Linked DNA regions of Drosophila melanogaster: region 1 is linked to region 2. Evidence: chromatin contacts called from public Hi-C data. All regions are on one chromosome and are shown on one strand. The core of a region is the stretch at or near the end of the contact, and the rest is flanking DNA. Distances in the headings are between cores, read along the strand shown.

Region 1 (6,165 bases), core at 2,569-5,068, 220 kb after region 2:
GCCGACGGATGACAGGATTCTGAAGCGAACTGCTCCCCTGCTGGGGCTTCCTGCCGAGTTGTGTTTGATTTTGCGCCCGACAGTTTCGCCAAAGAGATGATGGCGTGAGGGGTGACGACTTTGTTTATTGTTCACACCTCGGGAATTAGTCATATCTAAATAAACATTTATTTAGGTAATTACTAAATATTTGTATTTGCACTGAGCTCAATTTAAGTTGGTTCGGTATTATGAATTACTTAGTGCATACGATCGAGATCGATGTAAATGGTCGTGGTCCTTGCAGTCACGCGGATCACGAGCAGTCCTAGTCAGTGAAGTCCCAATCCCGGCGGCACTCATCAATATGCATATCACTGCTCGCCGGAATCGCGTGTCGATTGTGGGTAAATAAATAACACGAAACCTATTTCCGATTCGCCAGCTCCACTGGCTGGAGGGCAGAAGGTGCTCCCCCCTCAGGGGCAATTGCAGTTGAACATACAGCCGAGTTTCCACAATAAACACATTGGCGAACGATTTGTATTTGTCGTATGTAGACATTTGCCCGGCGGGATGAGTGAAGTGGATCTCTTTCTTTTGTGTCTGGGCCCAATATATATATATTCATATATATATATATATGGGTAAATAAATCGGGGACTCGAATGGCAACAGTAGTTCTTTTGTCAATCCAGCCAGGATTTACCGAGTATATACTGTACCGAGTATATATGTGAAGGCGAATGTCGTTTACCACATAAGAAGAAAGTTCTATGTGCTGAAACGTAAATCGGAAATGTATTTCAAGCTCATAATTTGGTTGGGATATGAAAGAAACTTTATTTAAAACTAGTTCATTTCATTAAAACTATTCATTTCAGCAATCTGTGATTCTAGTTTCTGTTTAACCATATATAGATAGATATAGATTTGAGTGGAGTTGAGTTTTCGTGGCGAACAATCGCGATGATAAATAACTTAAGAACGACAAACTTTAAGCTAAACTATACAAACTTCTTAACGTGGCTTAGATTAGACTAACTGTTTAGGAGGCCCAACAAGTGACATAGTTACTTGGAGGTCCTAAACGTTGTAGTTGTGTTTTTCGTTGGTATAGTTTTAGTTGTCGTTGGCTTGTTTGAAGGTTTAGGTGTTGGTTGTTGTTTGTTTGTTTTTGCCGTGGCTCCCGGGATTTTGGTGGTTTTGGTTGGCTTCCTTGTTTGGGAAGGTGTTTTCGTATCGCATTCCTGCATTTGATATGACAACCGGGGTTATTGGAATCGGCTATTGGTTATTTGCGATGCAATCAAAGCCGTCAGATACTCACAATTTCCACTTGATTTTGCTCCTGCTCGAATTTCCGTGCAAACATATCCGCAATGGTCGTACAAAATGGATTTTCTTTCGAGGATTCGTCGTAGATTTCGTTGTAGGAGAACTCCTTGGAACCCTGAAATGATGCACATATTTTTAATATGCATTTCCTGCAATCCTGCAGAATAGAGAAGAGTCTTAACTCACCAACGAGCAGATGAGTTCGGCGATCTCCCTTAGAACATCGCTATTTCTTTGAAGAACGCTGCTTTCCGATTCAATCCTCGCCTCCAGCTCTGAAATTTTGACTTTTTGCAAATAGGGAAATAGTTATAGCAAAAGTATCGAGAATCGGATATACCCACTTTTCGACTCGGTGTCCAGGCGCTGGTACTTTCCGTGCAGTTCTCGATTAAGTTGGCTAAGGTTGAGCAGGCGTCTACGTAGAGCTTCCAGCATCTGAGCATCCGCGTCCAGATCACAGGGCCCTGATTCGGGATCAACGGAGATTAGGCAGGATTGATCGAGGTCTGACTGAAGGATTGTCAGATGACTACGAATGCTCTCGAGTTTTTTCAGAGTGTCCTCACGCTCGGATACCTTTGATTAAGAAGGGTGTAATTAATGAGGATATGCTAAAGCTCAGAAATATGTAAGTCGAATCCCTCACCAGTTTTTCGATAAAGCAGGACACACGTTTTCGCCGAATCTCAATGGTCTGGAACTCCTGTTTGTTGTGCAGATCGAGAAGATCATTGAGCTCCGCGTTTAGCAGCCGCAGCATTTCGCTCTCCTGGGTGTCGTGGATCGAGAGATTCTCGAGCATATCGCTTGTAATCGCGTCCGCGGTCAGTGTATCGTTGGGCGATTCCTCCATTTTGGCCTGATCTCTGGACTCAATGCACCGGGTGATCTCGTGCAGCTGTTTTCACGGTATTTGGAATGTTAAAAAAAAGCTAGTTAGAAAGTTTCGATGTGCTTTTTGATTGAATACACTGAAAATTTTACCAAGAAATTCGGTATTTCACTAAAAAGATACTCGATTAGGTTTTCGATTGTACGCTTAAGCAGCCGATTAAGCGATAAGAAAAGTATTCCAATGAATCTATAATTAAACTGAGCTCAATAATGAGTAACGTCACCTGACGACGATGATGTTTTTGTTTTTTGTTTTTAAAACAACGAATTGAATAAATTCCTTCCATAAGCACACAATGCACATATGCAGATTTCTGGTTGAGTAATGCCACAATAGGATATCTCACCTGTTGATTGAGCTGTGCTATGCACTGATCCTTCAAAAGTAACTTCTGCCTGGCCGTGTGTACAACCTCGTCCAAGGCATTGATCTGTGACTTCAGTTCGCCGATCTCGTCATGCTTGGCGGCTATCTCGCCGACTAAGGACTTCATGCTCTCGGACATCTGCGAACAAAGTTAAACGCCAATCAAAGCCAAGCATTAAATATCGATGAACAAAATATCAAATTTTATTAAGAGCAGCACAAAATATACGTATTTAGTTAGCGAGACAATCATTTAGAGTTCTCGCGCTTGTGGGACGACTTCGGGTCCCACTTGACATTGGAATCACCGCCGCCTTTTCCCTTCAAGGATCTATGGCCTACCTTCTCGCTCTCGCATTCCGCGTGGGCGGGATCCTTTCCCACGCCCCGCAATTGATTAACGGTCAGTGTCTCTAGGGAAATGCCATTGAAATCAAAGTCGGTGCAGTGAGGAGAATGCTGCACGCGTTCTATGATCGCACAAATGTCCTCACGCAGCCTACGATTCTCCTCGAGGGTATGCTGTTGTCGCACTTGGACAGACTGACAGCAGGCAACGATCTTGCTGTACGCCTCCTTCTCCAAGTCCGACACGTTGCCCAGGATCACGCTGTTCACGTGGAGCAGGAAATCCACCCACTCCTGAAAAGTGACCAGACGCAACTGGCAAGTGTGCTAAAAGGGTATGAAAATGGGTCATATAAAATAATTTATCTCAAGGGGGATTTTGCTAGGAATTAGTTTCAATGGATACCATCCTTGATTTACAACGAATCTCACCATGTCATCACCCTCGTGCTCATCTAGGCAGTCAATCTCGTCCAGCCGCTTCAGAAATATGCTGTTCAGCTCAAAGCTCATATCGCCAGCATCGCCGTTGGTATCCCGCAGCTTCTGGATCAGACAGCGGTAATGTTCGGTGGACATCGCCTCGGTGCTGGCAGTGCACCGATCAGGAGATGAGGCTTTTAGCGTCGATTCTTGATGTGGATGCGAGGCACTCGTTCCGGTTGGCTGCACTTGCCGACACATTTGACTGGCAGATGATGGTGGTGGCGGTGGCGATGATGCAGGTCTCGACGGATTCAGACCCATGGACTTGGCGTCTAGGACGAAACCGGCTTGGCGACTGGCCATGATATCAATTCAAAATGTAATTACCACGTTCTTCTTACTAAGAGCTGATTTAGTCGGCCAGGGAATAGCTTGTGTAATTAGACATGAGTATGACTTTAAGGTTTCTACATCGAAACGTTCACTTCGAAAGCGGCAATCTCAAGGCACTGCTGATCGGAAAGATCGAATGCAGTTCTCCTCGCCTTCAACTGCACGCAAATCGCAAATCACAAATCACTCACGAAAGTACAAAAATCACAACAAAAAACACTTGTAAAGTTGTAAGCTTATTAAAAACAACACAAAAATGGGCGGAAAAAAAAATAAAAAATAGAGAAAATATATCTGATTCGAACCTTGGCGGCGACGTCAAGAGCAGCTCAGCGCGCTGCGTTCATATCTTTTGTTTGCAGTCTTCTGACGTAGCAATGTAGTTTTGTTTATTTATATTTTTCTTGTTTTTGAGCTACACACACGCGTATTAAGTATACGGTTTCAGCATGTTGTTGTTTTTATTTCTTGCCACGATCCAAATACCGCGCGTTTCGTCTGCGCTCCGTTCGCGATCGCCAACGAAACCGAACTGAGCGCTCCGCTCCACACACTCGCTCCCCACCACCACCGGCCAAGAGCGGCTCTCTAGAGAGTTGAAAAACTCGACGGACTCTCAGCGCTTATCAGTGCGTCGGGGAATCGAATTGGATCGCTGCGTGTGTTTACCCAAGAACTTAGCATTCTGAATTTCTGGCCGGGCTCACGATATACATATGTATGTATGTATCTTACACAATATGCGAAAGTCATCGCTGTTTGCCCAAGTTGCGGTTTCGGGGTTCTGCCAATTTCGTATAATTGTTAACTCATCCGGTGTATATTTGCCCATGGATAAGTTTGTTTGGTCGCATTGATAACTCCGATATGGTCGTTCAACGCGGTTACACAATAGCTGGAAAAAAGCTGCAAAAACCATGAATTTTAAAGATTAAGAACTAAAAAATTTCGAATGATTCAGAGAATGATTATGCCAATCCTTAAGTCTTATTGCCCATCCCAAATTTTACACGATTAGCACAATATGTTGGGCACCAATTGAAAACAGTAGATTTTTTGCAGATTTAAATTGTTACCAAGTTCGTTTTATTGTACAGGCGAATAAAAGCATTTCATTGAAAATATTTTAAAATCCTTTTAAAAGATAGACAACAACTGTGTTAACGCTCATTATACGTTTTATTTATATCGATTTCTCTTTTATGTAAGAACAAAATTTATTTACAGTGTTTAGATCGCGTTTGCTTGCTTCCGTTTTCGTGCTTTCGGTTCGGCGTTAAATTGTTTTTCAAAATCAATTCTATGTGTGTCCTACTTAACTCAAATCCATTACAGAAGTGTTGCCTACATATGCCTGGAATCGATTCCCACATATCAACTAATAGATAAAACAACTTTTTCGTACAGATTATCATAATCACTTCACGTTGCTTTGGGCGTACACAAAAAATGAAGATAGAGGAATATGAATAGTCATTGCAATCCTTACGTTCTGTTCACACGCATCTCAAAACGTGGGATGAATGTTTTTATTTGGATTGAAACAGACGACGTATAAATGTACATCAAACGCTCTCTAAAATTCATAATTCATTTATAAATTTATTACTTTAGCTATATTTATAGTTATTAATATTTTCTTGCTTATATTTCTGTTGTTGCTTCTTTACCTTTTTACTCAGCTGCTTACAATTAGGGGCTGCATTATGCATTATTTCTCTTATCTTGCTTTGCGTACGATTCTTGTGGGTGGATGTGGTGTGTGTGGTTGTGGCTCTGAATGGGGTGGTGGTGGAGCAGGTGTGTATGTGGTTGTTTGGGCTTACTGCTATACACTTGTTATGCGCAAAGAAATGACCATAAACAGTAATTAGAGAATATCAAGAAATATATTAGAGGGATAATAATTATGGTGGTGCCTTATCCAATAGCATTTTTAACTGTTGAATTTTGAATGTCAGGCTTACAAAATGGGTTGCGAAACGAAATTTTACGATTCGGGGCGCACTAATTGATATATTTATGTATTCGGGTTATTGGCTGGCGGTCATCTATAATCGTGGTCAGTATCCGCCATATCAATGCCGCTCGTATGCTCAGGCCATTCCGTCCGAGCTGCAGATTGTGTTTTTCAGTTAGTGTGCAAGCCCTGGCGATTTGAAGATGAGTGTGTTCCGGATCCTGCTTAAGACGCTCCTGCTACTTTTTGTGGGCCGCTTAGGCCAAGTAGTTGTACACTTTGCGATCTTCCGGCGATCGTTGCAGATACTCGCGCTCGATTAGGCCCTCAATGCGCTTTTTGATAAACACGGGCGAGGGCAAGAAACGCGACTTTAGCTGCGACGTCACATCTGATACTAGCAAGTTGTGCTAAGAAAATAAAAACAGGAATCATGGTTAAATCACAATCCAACCAG
Region 2 (6,529 bases), core at 484-2,983:
TGTGTTTATGACGCGGTGCATTTTTGTATTTACATTATGACATTATTGTTTGTTAGTAAGTCAGCTTAATAAACTATTTGAAATGTGATTGATTGGGTATACCATGGTGAGCCTAAGTTAAATGTCGGATTTCAGGAGGTTGTCGGCCAGTTGCACCTTCTCACCGGGCTTAAAGGCGGGCATGCCCAAATAGGGGCAAGTGGAGCAGCGGAAGGCGTCGCCGAGATAACACTGTGCATATAAGAAATCAGTTATAATCGAGGTTAATGCTAACTCACATCGGGGTTAAGAGAACTCACATTTCCACAGCTTGACTTGGCATTCTCGGTGGCCTTCTGGCTCTGTTTTTCAGTCTCCAATTCCTCGGCCAGCCCGCAGGAGCAGTTTTTGCACGCCTTGCGCTTGCCCGTGGTGCTACAGACACGCAGACCAGCCGGATCCGGCTTCTGTTTGTCTTCCTCGTCCAGCAGCTCCTCCTCATCGATCAGTTCCTCATCGTCACCGCTTATCTTCCACACATTGACTGCACTGGCGTTCTTCTTTGCGAATGACAACCTGGCTGAGGATCCTGTCTCGTAGCCAGGCTTCTCGGCGGTCAAAGCATCTGGAGAGTCCTCGCGACAGTTTATGAATCCGGATAGCTTGATCTCCTGCAGCAAACTAGCCGCCGGACCGATGTAGGACACCAAATGCAGTTTGCCACTCGGTTTCAGCATGTGCAGCAGTTTTACGTAACTGTCGGTCAGCTGGGCGCACTCGATCACAATCAGGTCGAAACTGGAGTTGGCATAGGAAGCTGTAATGCATAAACATCACTGATTTTAATCTGCTGACTCACTGGCTAGTCAAAAACAGCACACACACACCGCACCGCACGCAACTTACAAAACGAAAGGCGGTGCACATTTTCCAAAGCCACATCGCCGCCAGTGGCCGCCTTTAGTTGCTCCACGCGCTTGTCCAAGTCGGCGCTGTCCGTCCATATGTATAGGGATTTTTGTAGACCCTTAAAGTTCTCCATTGTGGATGTGTTTCTAGAATATCTCAAAAGTTCAAGCACCGAACGGAACCGATTTTTGATTTCACAAGTTAGATATGGCAATGCACCGAAAATCGAGCGGTGATATCGATTGTACCTGCCTATCGGATTGCAAATGATATTCAGTGATTGTAGATTTTTCCACTTTACACTGTGACTGCTAAAATATATGAATAACTAAGTGTACTCCACCAGATTCGTTTTTTAATGAGTTACAGCTTACATTCTGATACATAATTAACAGCTTTTAGTTGCATATTGTGTGTTTCTGCCACTAAACCTATTTAAACGGTTACATTTAAGCCTAAAGTCGCGAATTATCTTTTAAATTCACCCATGTGTACTTTCCCACGGCCCGTTTTAAAAATGCATGGACAGTTAGACAAGAAGGTTGGTAGTTTGTACCTTGAATTTTAAATGTGGGCGCTCAAAATCGAAGTGTTCAATGAAAATCGATACCTTTCGCATCAGTTAAAAGTATTTATAGATATAAGAAATAATATCTTTAACAGTGATGTGATGGGAATAAATATACAAATGTATTCAGAAACTGCAAAGTTAAAACAAAATATATTAGCTACTCCAAATTGGCTATAAAATAACCAAATGCCCACTGCCATCCAAATCCAACCAACAGTGCTGTGAAGCGACAAACATATCGCCGGTAGGCAGCGACTATCATAAATAAGCGCCTATCGGACTATCGATACAACATCAACATCCTCAGTCGCTTTTTTAGTTGTAGCATATTATAAATATAACTCGAGCGCTAGTTGCAGCCTTAAACAGAAGCCAGCCGCCACTACCGCTAGTCGCTAGTCAAGATCTGCTCGAAACGCTGAAATATGTGTGATTAGTCGTGAATCGCAGCTAGCCGCAAATCCAGCTTGAGCTACAACAACAAAGCCAATCCGCGGTTAAGAGGAAGAGAGTGCGTGAGAGAAACGACAGCTGCTCTGCGTGTGTGTTTGTGCAGCAGGATAACAAAATAGAAAACATACAGCAGCAACAACAACAACAAAAACAGCACCAGCGAACAGTGTATAAAGTGCCAAACGAATTTGCCAAATAGCCAAAAACGAAATAATAGAAAAGATCCAAACAAAATTCCAATAAGTTCAATGCAAGGAGACATGTGCATAAATGAAGAGCTACAGCCAATTTAATTTAAACGCCGCCGCCCCGCCCGCCATTGCCTACGAAACTACGGTTGTAAATCCCAACGGCTCACCCCTCGATCCTCACCAGCAGCAGCAACAACAGAGCCAGGATATGCCGCACTTTGGACTGCCCGGTCCGCAGCCGCCGTCGTCGCAGCAGCAGCAACAACAATTGCAAGTGCACCACCAACAGCAGCAGCAGCAGCAACAACAACAACAACAACAGCAGCATCAACAACAAATGCAGATGTCCTTGCTGCCGGGTCCTTACCGGCCACACATCGAGGAGAAGAAGCTCACGCGGGACGCCATGGAGAAGTACATGCGCGAGCGCAACGACATGGTCATCGTTATCCTGCACGCCAAGGTACGAAAGGATTTCCACTTTTAAGCCGGTATTATCAGGTGCTTGGTCTGGATTTAGTATTCAAGATATTCTAAAACATACAAGGGAACTCCTGAGTCTTAAGTCTTAATTAAATTATTTGAAGCTTGAAATACATTATTTCAATATTACTAAAAATATATTAACCCAAACTGGAGAAACGTAGGATATCCTAACTTTCATTTAAATTAGAAACTTGGTCAGTTTTGTACGTCGATTTCCTAAATTATTCGATTTTTTAGATTAAATAGATTAAATTCAGATTTTCTTTCTATTTCAAGTTTAACGATGTATCCTTTCTTTGAAAATTACTTGTATGCTTTACAAGATATTTATTTTTTTTTTATAATTTAGTTTTAATCTAATCGGTCAGTCCGCAACGCCAAAACCACACCCACTATTTAAAGGTGCTAGTGTTTCCATTGTCCACTTTAAAGTGTTACATTTTTGCGGTTTTTGGCGAACGCAGACATGAAAATGGAATAAAATTGTCGCGGTTGCTTTTAGCGGTGGCGATCTTCAAGCGACGACTGCCGCCAAATGGGAATCCTTCACACTCGACTGCCCGCAAATTGAGCAACGCGAGCGCGGTCCAGTCCGCAATGAAAATAATTGAAATTAATTACAGAAAATTAACAAAGCTGCATTGCTTGCGGTTTTGATATGATTTTCCGATAATCTGGACGGCAATTTGTACTAATTGAATTTTCCCTGCACCATCGTGCGCCTCTGTCTGTCTGTCTGTGTGAATTCCAGGTGGCCCAAAAGTCCTATGGCAATGAGAAGCGATTCTTTTGCCCACCGCCGTGCATTTATCTGTTCGGAAGTGGCTGGCGCCGGCGGTACGAGGAGATGTTGCAGCAGGGCGAGGGCGAACAGGGAGCACAACTATGCGCGTTCATCGGTATCGGGAGCAGTGACCAGGATATGCAGCAGCTGGATCTCAATGGCAAGCAGTACTGTGCGGCCAAGACGCTCTTCATCTCGGACTCGGACAAGCGAAAACACTTTATGCTGTCGGTGAAGATGTTTTACGGAAACGGTCATGACATTGGCGTTTTTAACTCGAAACGGATCAAGGTTATATCCAAGCCGTCCAAAAAGAAACAGTCGCTAAAGAATGCCGATCTGTGCATAGCCAGCGGCACCAATGTAGCCCTGTTCAATCGCCTGCGTTCCCAGACTGTCTCCACCCGTTACCTTCACGTGGAGAACGGACACTTTCATGCGTCGTCAACACAATGGGGAGCTTTTACGATACACCTGCTGGATGACAATGAGTCCGAGTCGGAGGAGTTTCAGGTGCGCGATGGTTACATTCATTACGGAGCCACAGTCAAACTGGTGTGCTCCGTAACGGGCATGGCCCTGCCACGTCTGATCATCCGGAAGGTAGACAAGCAGATGGCCCTGCTGGAAGCCGACGATCCCGTTTCTCAGCTGCACAAATGCGCCTTCTACATGAAGGATACGGATCGGATGTATCTCTGTTTGTCGCAGGAGAAAATCATACAGTTCCAGGCCACGCCGTGCCCCAAGGAGCCGAACAAGGAGATGATCAATGACGGCGCCTGCTGGACCATCATATCCACCGACAAGGCTGAGTACCAGTTCTACGAGGGCATGGGTCCTGTGGCGTAAGTATAGCTTACTTACAACTCAATGGATTAGTTTTCATTTCGTGTTTTCTTCCAGTTCTCCAGTCACTCCAGTGCCAATCGTTAATTCCCTTAATCTCAATGGCGGCGGGGATGTGGCCATGCTAGAGCTGAGTGGCGACAACTTTACGCCGCATCTGCAGGTGTGGTTTGGCGATGTGGAGGCGGAAACCATGTACCGCTGCACAGAGACATTGCTATGCGTGGTGCCGGAGATTTCACAATTTCGAGGCGAATGGCTTTGGGTAGGTTTTCCAATGTAAATCTGTTTAATACGCGCTATAAATTTTACTTTTAATGGTCCTTGCAGGTACGTCAGCCCACGCAGGTGCCCATTTCGCTGGTGCGCAACGATGGAATAATTTATGCCACCGGTCTGACCTTCACGTATACACCTGAACCAGGTCCTCGGCCGCACTGCAATACACAGGCCGAGGATGTGATGCGAGCGCGACAGAACAATAACAATAATAACATCACTAGCATTAGCAACAATAATAACAGCAACAATGCGGGATCGCCGGCAGCCGGCGGTGGCTTGCAACAACAACAGCAGCAGCATCAGGCTCTGCCCTCCATCTCAGAAGTGCAATGGAATAGTCATGGTAGCGGCTTATCCTGAGTGCAGGATTATTGCATCGCACACATATGTATCCTAAGTTATTTATAGTTTTTATCGAAGACCTTAGTTTGTAGATTGACAATTTTTCTCATACTAATTTTCAACCCCTCGTGACGTAAACCAAAATGTGTCCCCTTCTCTCTAAAGTGAATCATACTTTACACATGTATCTAGTGCTAGTTCGGAACCAATAGAATTGTAAATGACACATAAAACTCTGTACATAACTCGAAAAGCTCACTGACATACATACATACATTTGTATGTGCATGAATATACCTTTACACAAAACATGTAATTCTAGTTAAATATACAATTGATGTAAGTTTATAGACGATTTTTAGATGCGGTTGAAATATTTATGATTTTCTTTGCTATGAATTTCCAAAGATCTAAATGAAAAAAAAAAATACTGCGAAATGCATCGGAAATTTTTATTATACACAAGCCAGTAGCCACGCTACAAAAACATTCCATTTCCCTCTTTAGCTTTCTAAAAAGTCGAAGACAAAGTCAAAAAGGGAAAAATTTGTTTCTGTACATACAGTTTTGTTGCATTTTTTTATTAACTTTGGAAATTCGTAGCATTAAAAATCCCAATAAAATATTTTGTAAAATAAAATCGCAACAAGACAAAACAGCGATTTATTTAAGTGTAAGCGAAATGCCTAACATAAATAAAAAAAAGAAATCCCAAATGATGACAAAGAATAATCAAATCATGTCAGCTTATGTTTTTGGTTTAGCGTGATTCTTCTGGTTCACCATTTTTCCTGTGGCCTAAGGTGGAGCGCTGGGGAGGATTGGTTGCCTTAAATTGCTGTGGGAATATTACCCAGTATCGTGTGAATATTTTTAAACAAAACAAGTGCAGCTCTTCCCACGATGGTTTGCCTCAACCCCCTCGGACGGGCCGACTTTAATTATAGTTTGGTCTGGAATTGCTGAACGCGAAGCTAAGAAGCAAATATACATAGATATATAACACTATTGTTTCCGTTTTGGCCAAGTTAAGGAGCAGAATATTCTCACAGCCCAAAAAGCCGCTGCCGAGCTGCTGTGAGAATTTTTACTGCCTTTGTTGAATATTTATGCATTCGTTGCTGCTGCTGTCTTTACAGATTTACAAATTAAGATTCGCAGTTTTGAATTAATTATCGCTCACTTCCGCTCGACGGAATCAGAAGGTGAGCGCTGGCCAAGCATTTAATCTCATCTTGCACTTGGGAGACATATTTCTTATCAGAGTCAGCCAATAGGAACTTGGCTGCAACCCCTAAGATTTTACTGCACCGGGCGATGGGAACGAAAGACTTAAACAACGAACTTTGGTTGCGTGAGGAATCAAACTACTGGCGGCCGCCTGTGTTCATTATGATGGAAAAACCACCACCAAAAGTTCTGGCTCTGGCAATTGGAACTGCAACCTCTTAAGGTCGTCGCCGTCTTATAAGAAGCTGAATATGAAATTAGTTTGGAATTTTTAATGAACAATTCCTTCACATTTCCCCAGGCCCTCTTTCTCCACCACTGTTTGGATAGGCGAGTGCGATGATTGTGGTCGTTTTTAGAAAGGGGGAGACAGCAATTTCTAAAAGTTCTCAGGACTGCTACACAACCTCATACCGTCTACTAAAAAAGTTCATTATCTTGAAAAATCTAAGT

What was found. Hi-C and Micro-C count contacts between places; a contact is called where the count stands out from the background.
Region 1: a contact with region 2 is called in a Hi-C map of the Kc167 cell line, with 1.9 times the contacts expected there. The contact joins the promoter of yuri here to the promoter of Su(H) in region 2. A contact is called at or near these places in 12 of 107 Hi-C or Micro-C datasets (the D17-c3 cell line, the Kc167 cell line, the OSC cell line and 4 more) and 4 of 6 datasets of contacts at active chromatin or transcription factors (the Kc167 cell line and the S2 cell line).

The regions. Positions count from the first base shown.
Region 1 is chr2L:15,260,409-15,266,573 of dm6, forward strand. It overlaps yuri (yuri gagarin), which reads right to left and starts at 3,819. Exons shown (of 12, transcript NM_165106.5): 1 at 3,362-3,819; 2 at 2,924-3,256; 3 at 2,562-2,720; 4 at 1,967-2,218; 5 at 1,662-1,896; 6 at 1,504-1,604; 7 at 1,310-1,432. The coding sequence starts at 3,718. It overlaps Cul3 (Cullin 3), which reads right to left. Exons shown (of 11, transcript NM_165111.3): 11 at 4,837-6,118. The coding sequence ends at 5,966.
Region 2 is chr2L:15,037,755-15,044,283 of dm6, forward strand. Su(H) (Suppressor of Hairless) reads left to right here and starts at 1,734. Exons shown (of 4, transcript NM_057520.4): 1 at 1,734-2,566; 2 at 3,341-4,221; 3 at 4,280-4,487; 4 at 4,553-5,580. The coding sequence starts at 2,183. The coding sequence ends at 4,864. CIAPIN1 (Cytokine induced apoptosis inhibitor 1) reads right to left here and starts at 1,107. Exons shown (of 4, transcript NM_080199.3): 1 at 886-1,107; 2 at 300-796; 3 at 1-231. The coding sequence starts at 1,021. The coding sequence ends at 118. yellow-c (yellow-c,) reads left to right here. Exons shown (of 3, transcript NM_001299018.1): 3 at 1-87.